4 separate regions of the Mus musculus genome follow, and all the other regions are linked to region 1. A link is a contact called in public HiChIP or PLAC-seq data. All regions are on one chromosome and are shown on one strand. Each heading gives the region's core, a stretch centred on a gene start, on an enhancer-like site or on the middle of the called end of the contact. The rest is flanking DNA. Distances are from core to core; before and after follow the strand shown.

Region 1 (3,059 bases), core at 311-2,810:
TGTAGGCCTGTAGGCGGGTTTCTGGGGAGCTGGCTTCCAGGAGGGTTCATTCGCAGCAATTCCTCAACTTGTTCATTTGTGATTTATGTAGTTTTCTCTGTGTTCATGGAGTTTCCAAATAGGAAGAAAAAAAAAAAAAGCAGGTGGGGTGATCCAAGTGCCTTATAGAGCAGGGGCCAAACCGAGCTAGGCCAGCAGCCCCCGCCTAACACCCTAGGTCTCAGTGAGTGGTCTGCTCCTGGGAGCTCACACGGGGGCTGCCACCAGGATCTCCTATACATTAGCTTGGATTGGCCCCCTGGGACCCACAGCCTTCCTAGAAGTGCCCCAAACCATTCTTCTAGCTCATAAAAACTGTCTTCTGCTCAACAGACCCACATTTGTTCAGCGTCGGCCACCCGCACCAAGTCTCCAGACCAAACCCTCTGGTCTTTTAAGTTTCTTCCTTCCTGTTGGGCACGCCTCGTTCTAGGCAGCGACGCGGACCTCGGGTGGCAAGCAAGGTCCCTTGTGCCGGAGGACTCTGTCCCGACTTCCCCCTGCGCGCCTGGCCGCGCCTGCTCTCGCGCTGGTGATTGGTTGCGCGTGTCGCCGGGTGGGTCTTGCTCTAGGGCGCAGGGCCGCGATCTAGCCCCGGCTCCCGGCCGGGCAGCTCCCTCCTCGCACCCCGCACCTCTTCTTTCAGCGGAGCTGGGGGGAAGGGAGGGAGGCACCCGGGGGTGGGATGCTGCCAGGCTCTGCCGCAGCCCGAACCTCTGCCGAGCGGCGCGCACCGCCCTCCCTCGCTCGTTCGCTCGCTCTCTCGCCTCCTTCCCCCCGTGGGGAATTTTCAAGACTGCGCTGCTGCAATTTCCCCCCGGCCGAGGCTGCGCCGCGCCTGGCTGCGCGCACACACGCTTCCGCGCGCAGAGGAGCCGGCGGCTGCTGAATCAGGAGGAAAACAGATCGGCTTTTTTTCAAAGCCGGGGACCAGCGGCTCCCTGAAGCCTCCGAGCCCCGCCGCGCCCCTGCGCCCCGCTCCTCCGCCCTCTGCTCTCCAGTCGGGTTGAATTTGGGGGAGGGGCTGCAGCGTTTTCAGGAATTTTCTATTCTTTCCAGGTCTAGGAAAGTCAGCAAAACAGACGGACAAATCCTTCGCTGCCACCCTCTTCCTATAGCAAAGACCTGGTTTTGTTTTTTTGTTATTTAATTCTTTTCTTTTTATTTTATTTTATTTTTTTACTAATGGGCCGAGCCCACGCCTTTAGCAAGATGCCAAGCTGACCCGGACCTCGGAGGAATTTGAAGCCAGTCTCTGCGTCCAAGGGAGGGGGGACGTCCTTCGTTTAGACTTCGCGTTTTAAAGGGGGTGTGCATTGGAGCGTTGCTTTAAAAAAAAAAAAAGCTGATCTTTTTACACTATTTTTTTTAACTGATTTTTTTTTAACTGAAAAAAATTTTTTTTCTTCTTCTCCGGAGTGGGTGGCCGGGGATCGCCTGGATCGCGTCCCCGGTTATTTTTGCCGCGCCCCTCCCCCGCGCCCCGCCCCCGCGCCCTCCCCCGCACCCCTCCTCCCGCCCGGGGTCACCGCCTCTGCCGGCATGTCCCGAGCCGCGCTCCCCGGCTCGGCCGGGCCGTCCCGCTCGTGAGCCCCCCGAGCTGAGGCCGGGCGCCGCCGCCCGATGGGCTGGGCCGTGGAGCGTCTCCGCAGTCGCAGGTGCAGCCGCCGTCCCCACAGCCCGGCCAGCCTGAGCAGCGGCGGCGGTGGTGGTGGTGGTGGTGGCGGTGGCCGTGGCTTCCGCAGCGCTCGCCGCAGCAACAGCAGCCGCCGCGTAACCCGAGGCCCTTTGCTCTTTGCAGAATGGCCCGCTTTGGAGACGAGATGCCGGGCCGCTACGGCGCAGGCGGAGGAGGCTCAGGGCCGGCCGCCGGGGTGGTCGTGGGCGCCGCGGGCGGCCGAGGAGCCGGGGGCAGCCGGCAGGGCGGGCAGCCCGGAGCGCAGAGGATGTACAAGCAGTCGATGGCGCAGAGAGCGCGGACCATGGCCCTCTACAACCCCATCCCTGTCCGCCAGAACTGCCTCACGGTCAACCGCTCCCTGTTCCTCTTCAGTGAAGACAACGTGGTGAGAAAATACGCCAAAAAGATCACTGAATGGCCATATCCTTTTGCCCCAGCCCGAGCGGCTGCGCCTCCCCTCCTCCTCTTCTTCCTCCTCTTCTTCTTCCTCCTCCTCCTCCTTTTCCTCCTCCTCTTTTTTCCTCTGCGGGGCTGGGAAAGAGACCTGGGGGCTGATGGGAGCTGGGGGGCTTCTCGGCGGATAGGGGCTGGAGATGGGGGCCCGGTAGCTGAGGGAGGCAGCCTCCAGGCCTGCTGGGCTGCCGCTGCAGAGTGAGCCTGCGAGTAGTTAGGAGGCTTGGGACTGGGGGAGTGAGTGGTTCCTTGTGAAGACCGAAGGTCTGGATCCTGGGTCGGGTCGCGCGGGGACACTGATGGGGGCTCTTCTGATGGGGTCTGACTTCTGATGGAGCCCTAGCTGGGCCAGTGCTTGGACGATTTGGGTTACAGGGTAAGAGAACCCATACATGTCTCCCTCAAATCCTTCGGAATAGTACCCCGATCTCTCAACCCTGGCCTTCCACCCAAGGTGGGATCCTCAGGCCTAGGGTATAGGATACCATGTGGCCTGGCCGTAGAGAAGCCATCCCTCAGTTAGTGGCTCTGGGTGGGCCACCAGCTGCATCTGGGGACTGGTTTTTTTTTTTTTAGTGGTTTGAGGGACACATCATCAGAAGCCCTGTGTGCAACTTCCATTCTCTCCTGTCACAGATCAGAACCCCTTCAGCGTTATTTTTTGGGGTGTAAAGAAACATAATGCCATCCATCTGGTGAGGCCCATGGCCTGGGAAGATTTGAGGTGTGTTGTTTCAGTATGAGGGAAGGCTGAAGGAAGGAAAAGAAGTGGGGACCCTTTGGAGGGCTTTTTGTGGGCTTGGGTTTAGCTTCTCATACACTGGGGACCTGGGTAGGAACACCAGGAGGGTCAGCCTCCATATAGACATCTTGGGCAGGTAGGCAA
Region 2 (3,059 bases), core at 271-2,770, 180 kb before region 1:
GACAAGAAGAAGTTAGATACACGTGTGAGAAAGACCGAGGACGTGGGTTCCTAGCCTTCCCTCTGCTCAGCCCCTTATGGAGATGGCATCTTCACAGGGACACAAGATGCTGAAACCATAGCACTGGGTCAGTGTCACAGCCTCAGAACGAGCCTGAGGAAGCTGGCATGACAGCTTGAGAACCTGAAGGGGTCAGCATTACTACATCAGAGATGAAGTCAGCTCTTCAGGATCCCTAAACCAAATTGTTCAGACTCCCAACATCAGTTCCACCCTGGGTATTTCTTCCCCTGTTCCTCCCCTGAGGAAAAAAAAAAAAGCCCCTTCTCTAGGAGGGAAGGGCTGACCTGCCATCCCCTGTAGACTCCAAGGAATGGAGCCAGCATTCGAGGCTGTGTTCCAATCTGAGTTGGCTAGTGACTGGCTGGGTGACCTTGGGCAAGTTTCTCAACGTCTCTGTGCCCCAGTTTCCTCAAAGTGAGAACAACTCCACAAGGGCTCCAGAACCTGCCCAGAGTTCTCTTAGCACCTGGCTGGGCCAAGGCAGATCTGTGAGAGTCCTGAAGACAGTTTTACGGTTCTTCTGTGCATGTCACATAGGGTGAACAGCACGGAGGCCCTACCCAAGGTTTCTACGAGAGAAGGGGGAGTCAGTGATTCGGCTCCTGACAGTTGGCAGATGACTAAGGAGGGATTTTCCGGTCATGAATCAGAGCCTGCTCAGTCCACGGTCAGTCCAAACCCATCCATCCTAACTCAGGAAGAGTTGTGAGGCCAAGAACACTCAAAGTCAGACTGAAAGACAGCTGTATGGGACTGAGAGGAGCCTCGGACCCTTCCCATCTTCTTGGGGGACCCTTAGACAGAGAGAGGGGAATTTTTTCTCGGGACACCACTCCACAAGTCACAGAGTAGGGGTTCCAGGAGCCTCTCTGCCTCTGTATCCCAATCTTGGCTCTGGAATAGCTGGAGGGAGGGGGAAGGGGGGAGGAGGGGCACAGAGCCCTTCCCTCAGTGACCCTGCCTCTTGTCCCACAGTCGGGGATCTGGAGAGGACTGGTGGGCTCTGGAGGCTGGAGCAAAGGGATACAGGGGTGTCATGTATAGGCCCTGCAGAGACGGGGGTCTTCTTCCTGGAGGGTGGGACAGGGAAACCCTACGGCAGGAGTGGGGCAGTGTGGGTCTCTGGGCTGGTGTGTCTCTTGAGGAAGAAAAGAGGTCAGAATAGAGACCCGGAGGGTCGCGGGCAGAGAGGCTCGGGGTGCGGGGCCCGGGGTGGCGGTGTGGGGGGCTGGCTGCTGGGGAGGGGGCGAGGTGTGAGGCCTGGGGCAGGCCGGGGCCTTACCTGCTCGAAGGCCCAGCTCTCGGCCACCCGCTTGGCGCTAAGGTCCAACAACGGCTCGGGGCGACTGCGACGGGCCCCGGTCCCGGGCTCGTCCCCCGCGGGGCAGCCCCGGCTGCGCTTGGCCGCCGGGGGCTCCATCCGGCCGAGCCGGCCGGACGACGCGGCCCCTTTAAGACTCTTCACAACAATGAAGCCGTCTTAGCAGCCGCTGCCTCCTCAGACGAGGCCCCGCCCCCACCGCCCTATTTCTCCCTTTCTATTGGCTGTCCTCAAAGACCCGCCTCCAAGATGCCGCTGTTCATTCGACAATCTCCACGTCCGTCTTTTCTGTGCCATCCAATAAGAGGTCGCAAGAAGAGTCGCTGTCCATCACGGGGCGGTATGAGCCAATCAAAATGAGGGAACCCCACGGCTTGGCCTTGTGAGGAGTTTCGGGGAGGTCTCACGTTCATTCACAACATTCCTTCTCCGCCCCTTTGGGCCGGCCCTCTAGCCTGGCGGCTGGGGCTGCGCCTACACACGGCTTTGTTTACGGAGGGTCGCTTCCGGCCGCCTCCCGGCCGGGGTTGACTCTCTCTGAGCTGTAATGACCCTAGAAACTCAATAACCTCTCTGGGCCACTGGTACAGTTTGGATGCTCTAAGAGCCGACCCGGGCCAGCACAGTCCTTCCTAGCAATGCGCTCGCTGTGGGCTGTTAACTTTACGAGTTCCTCTTGAGCTGCGAGCTAAGACACCCCAATCCTTTCTACGTCTGTGGAATGAACATGAAATTGCCCATTTCGACCCATGAGAGTGTTAGTTTCATTAGATTGGACTTAATGCATGTCAAATCCCCCACTTCGAATCGTTTTTTCCCCCTGACTCAGCTTATATTTTCCACAGTGCGGAAGCCACTCACCATCTTCGTCATTTTTCCACACCCCACCCCCATGACCTAAGAGAACCTTGCGTTTTCCTACCGTCGCGGCCTCTCCAGCATCATTTATTCATCTAGTCCAGGATTAGATGGCCCACCACCCTGCACTACCTCTGAACCCCCCCCCCCCTTCTCTCATTATGTAACCCTGGTTAGTCTGATTGGAGATCCTCTTGCCTCATCCTTTAGAGCTCTTTGAGATACCAGGGTAGGGGGGTTGTTAAATGTCTCTCTGAACTCTGAGCTCCAAGGATCAAGTGTACGTCCATGGGGAGACAAGTCAGCACGTGGAACAGCGCCCAGCGTACAGTAGCAGTTCAGACTAAAACCTGCCAACATAGCTGTGATCCCATTTAGTGTTTAGGATCCTCAAAGCAGGAAAAACCCAACCTGGTCCACAGAAGCCGACTAGCCCACTGGTTGCTTTTGGACAGACCCCTCCCCACCGTGGCAACTAACAGTCACTCATAAGTAGCCTGTGAACCCTTGAAACAGGGCTGCTCAAGTGGGGCTCTTTTGTAGGGGGAAGAACACAATGGAGGAACTGGAGAGATGGCTCAGAGGTTAAGAGCACCGGTCAATGGATCCCAGAAGACTTGAGTTTGATTCCTGGAACCTACATGGCACATGATCGCTGTGACTCCAACTCCAAGGGAATCTTACATCCCCGGCGGGACCCTGTCTCAATAACAGCAGTGATGTCTTAGTTTTCTTTGTTTCTTTATTTCCATTTTGTTTTTGTTTTTGTTTTTGTTTTTCGAGACAGGGTTTCTCTGTATAGCCCTGGCTGTTCTGG
Region 3 (3,059 bases), core at 315-2,814, 160 kb before region 1:
TGTACTCTTTTAAAGTATTTATTTTTATTTTTAAAGATTTATTTATGTATTTTATGCATATGAATACATCACCGTTGCTGTCTTCAGACACACCAGAAGAAGGCATCAGATCCCATTACAGACGGGTTGTGAGCCACCATGTGGTTGCTGGGAATTGAACTCAGGATTTTTGAAAGAGCAGTCAATGCTCTTTACCACTGAGCCATCTCTCCAGCCCTAGTGTTTATTTTTAATTATGTACATGTGTGTCTCTATGCATGTAAGGGCATGTGCTCGTGGAGGCCAGAAGAGGGTGCTGCAGGTAGTTACTGTGGGTGCTGAGAACTTAATAGGTCTTTGCAAGAGGGGTCCATACTTTTAAGCTGCTGAGCCAGCCCTAGCTAAGCAAGTACTCTTGCCACTGAACTACACCCCCAGCTCCAGTTGCTTTGCCTTGCATCCCATAACATGTCCCATGCCCTAACAATTGAAGGTGCCTCCTCACCTAACGCTGTACCATAGCCAGCAGTGGCCAGAGCACCCGTGTTACAGTGGGTCAGCACGGTCACCTTGCCACCCCTGGGGTTGGTCTGCTCTAGGAGATGGCGGGCTCCCAAGTCCCCGATGCTCCGGTTGTCTTTGAGGTCCTTCTCCAACATATCCTCGGCGAAGCGGATCACTCTGGGGACAGAAGAAGCTCTTAGCACTGTTGGAAGGGAGCTGGCTAACTTTGAAGGGGCCGCCCTTTAAAGGTGAGGTGGGGTTCTGAGAGCCTGAGGACACTTCCACTCTGATCACTAATATAAGTGAGCCAGGAGCTGGGGCTGACGCACAGCAGTAAACAGGAGGAAACCCTTTACCTCTGTGATGATGACGTCATGGTGGGAGAGGCAGTTGATGAACAGGAAGGGGCAGAATCAGGGACAAGGTGTTTTTACAGAAGGGGAGGGGAAGGAGCAGGAACCTGGAGATGAAGTTCTAACTCCAGTGCTTTAATGCTCTAGACTCTAGTCTCAGCCACAGGCAGGAGCCGTACCGGTGCAACAGAAAAGCAGTAAGAACCAAGTGGCTGGACCGGAAGTGGGATGGGAAAGAAAATGGTAGAGAGGAAAGCTGGGCAGAGCACACAAGACTGGTCCAGGATCCCGTACCTTTCCCGCACGGTCTCTTCAGTGGCACCCTCTCGTTCCGCCTCCTGGGCTGCCACTTGACCCAGATCGCGGGCGGCGCGGGCCATGTTGACAGCGGTGGGCCGGGCGGCGACTAAGAGGCGCAGCTGGTCTCGCACGAAGGCCACCAGAGCAGCGAGTCCGGGACCGCCGGCGCCGGCCCGCAGCTCCACGGCCAGGCTGAGGCAGCCGACCAGCGCGATGGCCGGGGCTCCGCGCACCTTCATGGCGCGGATGGCTTCACTAGCCTGCTGCACGGAGCTCAGTGCCTCATAGTGGCAGTGCTCTGGCAGCTGCAGCTGGTCGAGGATCTGCAGCGAGCCGGGCGAGTAGCGGATCGCTTCCAGTGTCATGTTGCCTACCCTGCAGGGCCACGAGGAATCCTGCACAGGCTGCGGGGCGGAGTTGCGTCCTGCCGCGTGCGCATGCGCACGCGCTCCTAGGTTATCGGGCGATTAGCGTCTTCCAGAGTGGCTGTAACTTCTCCCAAGGCCGAGTTCTAGCTCCAAGATGCTTGGTGATGGGGCTATTTTTTTGCCGGAAATCGTCCATCCGTTACTGAAGCGATGACTTGGAACTCTCAGCTCTGCCTATCCACGGCTCACAGACACCCAGCGCTTAATCAGCGTGTCAAACGACCTTCCGTGGGACTACTTTTGTCTCCATTTTTTTAAAAAAAAGCAAGCACCATGAGGGACGTTTATTCTCAGGGCCTGAAGAGATTGCTCAATGGTTAGGCGTGCATTCTGCTCTTGTAGAGGACCAAAGGCTTCACGACTGCCGCTAGTTTTAAAGGATTCAAGGCCCTCTTTCAAACCTCAGTGAGACAACATACTCACAACATGCAAACACACAAAAATAAACCTCAGATTTTAATTCCAGCATTCAGGAGGTAGAGATATATTTGTGAATCTGGCTCCACAATAGTTACAGAACGAGTTCCAGGACAGCCAGGGATACATGAGAAACCCTATTTTAAAGCTGGACCACACCTTGTCTCTATTGCTGGGGTGCCAGGATGACGGTTGTCTGCCCACTATGCCTGGCTGGATTAGGGTGTTTTTGAGGTTGTTTCACAAACATCCCTACTGGCTGGCCACTATGAGTGACCCACACCAGCCCATGACATGGAGTTTGGATGTTCTTCCTGCCTGCCGTTAGCTTTATTTCTCTGGCTCCAGCAGCCTGGCCCTCTTTCAACCTTCCTTATGTAGTCCTTGACACCTCATAAGGGGACGTCACCCCAGGCCGTGGCCAATCTTGGTCAGTATCTCAAACCCTTCATCGGGCTTTGTGGGGCCACACTGCCGTCACAACGATGCAGCAGCATCTGCTTAGTTGGCTGGAAGTGAGGGCAGGGCAGCTACTAGATGAGTTTAGAAACAAGGCAGGGACAAAGAACAGCACTTTAATGCTCAGGTATCAGGGTTACATCAAGGCACAGGCATTCTCACCAAAACCAAATAAATAATAATCTGTATAGGAAGGTAGGTCTGTATCTGGGCTGGCAGCAATGTGCCAGTCCCTAAGGTCTGGACGCGTCATGGCTTCTGGTCCTGGAATTCTGACTCCCTTACTCGCTCTCTGAGTCAGAGTAGTCAGCCACCAGGGAGGCATTGGGGGTGTTGGGGTTCAGCAGGTCCTCCTGGGAGGAACCTAGGGGGAAGGCCTGATCACTACAGTTTCTCTTGGATTCTGATGTCTTGCTGGTCCTGGATGCTTCTGCTGCCTCTTCAAGTGTCTTGCTACCCTGGGTGGTTCCTGGTGGCCTTCTTTGTTCTTCTGACAAGGAGTTGTCTGCTGCACACTGAGGACTTTCTGGAACGTCTCGAGACTTTCTCCTCACTATGCCCAGGTCCCCCACCGTGCCTGTGCTGCTGGGGGGTGGTCTGCGGCCCTGGCACAGCTTCT
Region 4 (3,059 bases), core at 343-2,842, 140 kb after region 1:
TTCACAAGGGCTCCAGAAGACCTGGGCTGGGGTTGGGCTGACAGACATGGCCGAAGCTGTGGCTCCAATGAGCTGGTGGCTGAGAGGGGCTTGGCTGTGTGTTTGTCCCTATCTTTCAGATCCTGACTGGCGAGGATTGGAATGAGGTCATGTATGATGGGATCAAGTCTCAGGGGGGCGTGCAGGGCGGCATGGTGTTCTCCATCTACTTCATCGTCCTCACCCTCTTCGGGAACTGTATCCTTCGTGGGCACCAGGGACAGACTGGGTGTGGGTGGAGCAGGCGGGACCCAAATGCCCAGGCTCCACCAGCCCCACCAGGCCGTGAGCTTCCTTCCATCAGCTGCTTTCCCTGACTCGACATACAGACACCCTGCTGAACGTGTTCTTGGCCATCGCAGTGGACAACCTGGCCAATGCCCAGGAGCTCACCAAGGTGGAGGGCACAGTAACCACCTGCTCATGGCAGATCATGACAGCAGGGTTTGGAGGGATGTGGGGGCTGGGTCAGGGCTCTTGCTGGGGATGGGAGCACTGGGCACCTCTCCTGGAGCCATGCCATCCCTGATCAAGATAGTTTGTAGCCCAGAAGGGGAAGGGGACAGTAAGGTGGCTTCTGAGGACAGATATTGAGCCTGCACCCAAAGGCTTGAGGAATAAGGACTTTCAGGATAATGGGCACTGCTGCCAGCCAAAGGATGGGGCAAGGAGTGACTTGGTAGGGCCTCTGGCAGAGCTGGAGCTAGCAAGGCTCAGACACAGTGACAAGGGTTGCCCCTTCCCCCAAATCACCCTCCTTCTGACTTCCACAGGGAGCATGCCAGGGGACAGTTGATAGGAGGTTCGAGACAAGGTGCACAGGTTACCTGGCTGGGAAGACAGGGTGGGTCTGCAGGCTTATGTTTCCACCTGTGACCCTGTGCTGAGGAACTAGCCAGATGGAATGCCCTCAGGCTGGCCTTCCAAGGGACAACAGTACAGAGCTGTGGTCCAGGTGCCAGGCTCCACTCCAGTCCTCCTTCGGAGAAGGGGAAACTGAGGGTCAGAAAGAAAAGATCCATGGTCGCAGATGGTATGGCCACTACTTAAAGCATCATGCAGCCAGCGTGGTGGTGTGTGACTGAGCACAGAACTGAGGTAGGAGGATTGAAAGTTTAAGACGCGTGCCACATAAAGAACCTGTGTTCCCTCAAAAAAAAAAAAAAAAAGATATGCATGTGTGTGTGTGTGTGTGTGTGTGTGTGTGTGTGTGTGTGTATACACACACACACACACACACACCACATGTGGGAAAGCCAAGGCCAGGGAAGGTAGATGCCAGTGCCATACACCAGGAACTGCAAGAGCAAAGATGGAGCCCTACAAAGGGCAGAGAAGAGCTGGGGCAGGAACTCGGGAAGAAAAGTCACCGGGTGAGATGAAGCCCAGGTTTCATTCCTACTCAGTGACGCTGAATTATCTGGGGACAAGCTGGCATCACGTGCCCCTCAAGGCATCCTCCGGCATCCTAAGTGTCCTCAGGTCCATGCCAGTCAGGCCTGGGGGAGGAAACCCTGCTTTCTGCAAAGCAGCTCACGCCCCCTGGTGGCTGTGAACAGAGCAGCCAGATTATGGGCTGCGCAGAAAACCCTGGACAAGGTGGTGATGAGTGGGGCCCATGTGCCAGAGCTGGGCTCATCGGCCTTGGAGGAGAAAACATAGAGAAACCGCAGTTTGTGCAGTCTTGAGGTGTCAGGGACAGAGACCATCTTTCCTGCAGCCACGGCTGGCTCTGCAGAATTAACACACAATGCTTGCAGGCAGAGTCTTCCTCCCAGCCCCGGAGCCCCTCCCCAGTGCCTCAGAACCCAGGACTGCAAGGCTACAGGGGTAGGGGCTGCCAAGCTTCCATCTGTTTGCCCTGGCAGGAGGGAGGGAGAATTTCCCAGCCCCACCTCCGGCAGGGAAAAGCGGAAGTCTCCCACCCCAGGCACAAAGCCAAGAGTTCAGCCACCATGAAGCTGGCTGGCATGTGTCACCACAGTCCGATCCAGCCATGAGCTCATCCAAGACACAGGAGGCTGGCATGGGAAGACAGGCCAGCTACACTCCAAAGTGAAGGCAGCCATCCCCCTGCAGACCCCCGTCTTCCCCTTCATCCACTGTACATGTGGCTCACACCATTGTAATCCCCAAGCAAAGGAAGGGACTTGTTTGAGCTACATTTTACAGATACCATGCCTCATCCGTAATCATGGATTGACTACCAACAGTGAGCACAGGCTCGAAGCCAGGGAGAGTACGGTGAGCAAGACAGACAGACAGACAACAGTCCCTGCCCTGGGAGGACAGGATTCAGGTTGTAGAGGCAGGCCAGAAATCAGATGCATTTTTAAAAGCACTGTTTGTTAGTGCTGAAGGGAATAGTGCAGTGGGTTGAGTCAGGGAGTCCTGGAAGCTTGGTCATGAAGAAGAGACACAGAGAAATGGAGAGATTTTACTGAGGGTCACACAGCAATAAGTGGTTATGGCTGGGATTTTCACCCTGGCTGAATCTGAACCTTGTGGTTTTCTCCACTGCACACGAGACAATTAAACCTGAATGTGCTTCACACCCACCCAGCTGCCGGCTGAAAGTGTAGATCCCGAAGGCAGCCCTGGGTCTGCAGGTGCTGCCGGGGCCGGGAAACATTCGTTTTCAGTGTGGCTGAGACCAATGTTCCAACCACCTGGGTCTAAAAGATGCTGGACACGGTGCCTGACATCAGGGAACCCTGTCTCCTGTCACTGACAGTGATTAAGGTGCAGGTTACTTCTGTTCCAGGGGAGCTTAGAAAGTGGGGGCAGTCCCCATAGCTTCTCTTATTGGTGGGTTTGGTTTTATCTCTTTCCTCCTTGTTTTTTCTTTGTCTTTCCATTGATGGGTTTTTCTTTTCTTTCTCTCTCCCTCTCTCTCTCTCTCTCTCTCTCTCTCTCTCTTCCTTTCTTTCAATTTTTTTGTTTTTTTTTAACAAAGAGTCTCAATTTGTAGCCCTAGCTGACCTTGAACTCACTATGTAGACCAGGCTAGCCTCAAACTC

The links. HiChIP or PLAC-seq counts read pairs in DNA pulled down with a chosen protein or histone mark.
Region 2: a contact with region 1 is called in an H3K4me3 HiChIP or PLAC-seq map of embryonic stem cells, with 15 read pairs. The contact joins the promoter of Zswim4 here to the promoter of Cacna1a in region 1. A contact is called at or near these places in 2 of 115 datasets of contacts at active chromatin or transcription factors (embryonic stem cells and forebrain) and 2 of 9 other capture datasets (embryonic stem cells and macrophages).
Region 3: a contact with region 1 is called in an H3K4me3 HiChIP or PLAC-seq map of embryonic stem cells, with 23 read pairs. The contact joins the promoter of Mri1 here to the promoter of Cacna1a in region 1. A contact is called at or near these places in 2 of 115 datasets of contacts at active chromatin or transcription factors (both in embryonic stem cells) and 2 of 9 other capture datasets (macrophages and pancreatic islet).
Region 4: a contact with region 1 is called in an H3K4me3 HiChIP or PLAC-seq map of forebrain, with 3 times the contacts expected there. The contact joins the enhancer-like site here to the promoter of Cacna1a in region 1. A contact is called at or near these places in 10 of 484 Hi-C or Micro-C datasets (brain, cerebellar granule neurons, cerebellum and 5 more), 20 of 115 datasets of contacts at active chromatin or transcription factors (SST interneurons, VIP interneurons, bone marrow-derived macrophages and 10 more) and 4 of 9 other capture datasets (adipose tissue, embryonic stem cells, liver and 1 more).

The regions. Positions count from the first base shown.
Region 1 is chr8:84,413,804-84,416,862 of GRCm38.p6, forward strand. It overlaps Cacna1a (calcium channel, voltage-dependent, P/Q type, alpha 1A subunit), which reads left to right and starts at 1,561. Exons shown (of 47, transcript NM_007578.3): 1 at 1,561-2,140. The coding sequence starts at 1,842.
Region 2 is chr8:84,235,522-84,238,580 of GRCm38.p6, forward strand. It overlaps Zswim4 (zinc finger SWIM-type containing 4), which reads right to left and starts at 1,521. Exons shown (of 14, transcript NM_172503.3): 1 at 1,346-1,521. The coding sequence starts at 1,483.
Region 3 is chr8:84,255,760-84,258,818 of GRCm38.p6, forward strand. It overlaps Mri1 (methylthioribose-1-phosphate isomerase 1), which reads right to left and starts at 1,565. Exons shown (of 5, transcript NM_026423.4): 1 at 1,131-1,565; 2 at 485-660. The coding sequence starts at 1,501. It overlaps Ccdc130 (coiled-coil domain containing 130), which reads right to left. Exons shown (of 10, transcript NM_026350.3): 10 at 2,008-3,059. The coding sequence ends at 2,722.
Region 4 is chr8:84,552,894-84,555,952 of GRCm38.p6, forward strand. Cacna1a (calcium channel, voltage-dependent, P/Q type, alpha 1A subunit) reads left to right here. Exons shown (of 47, transcript NM_007578.3): 16 at 120-237; 17 at 369-436. Among named protein-coding and RNA genes, the nearest start is that of Gm32854, 34 kb to the right of the region's middle. Within about 2 kb of position 1,593, at least 48 of the 459 cell types and tissues checked have an H3K27ac peak or open chromatin away from gene starts, as enhancers often do. A contact at or near this core is called in SST interneurons, VIP interneurons, bone marrow-derived macrophages and 8 more, where this site is marked.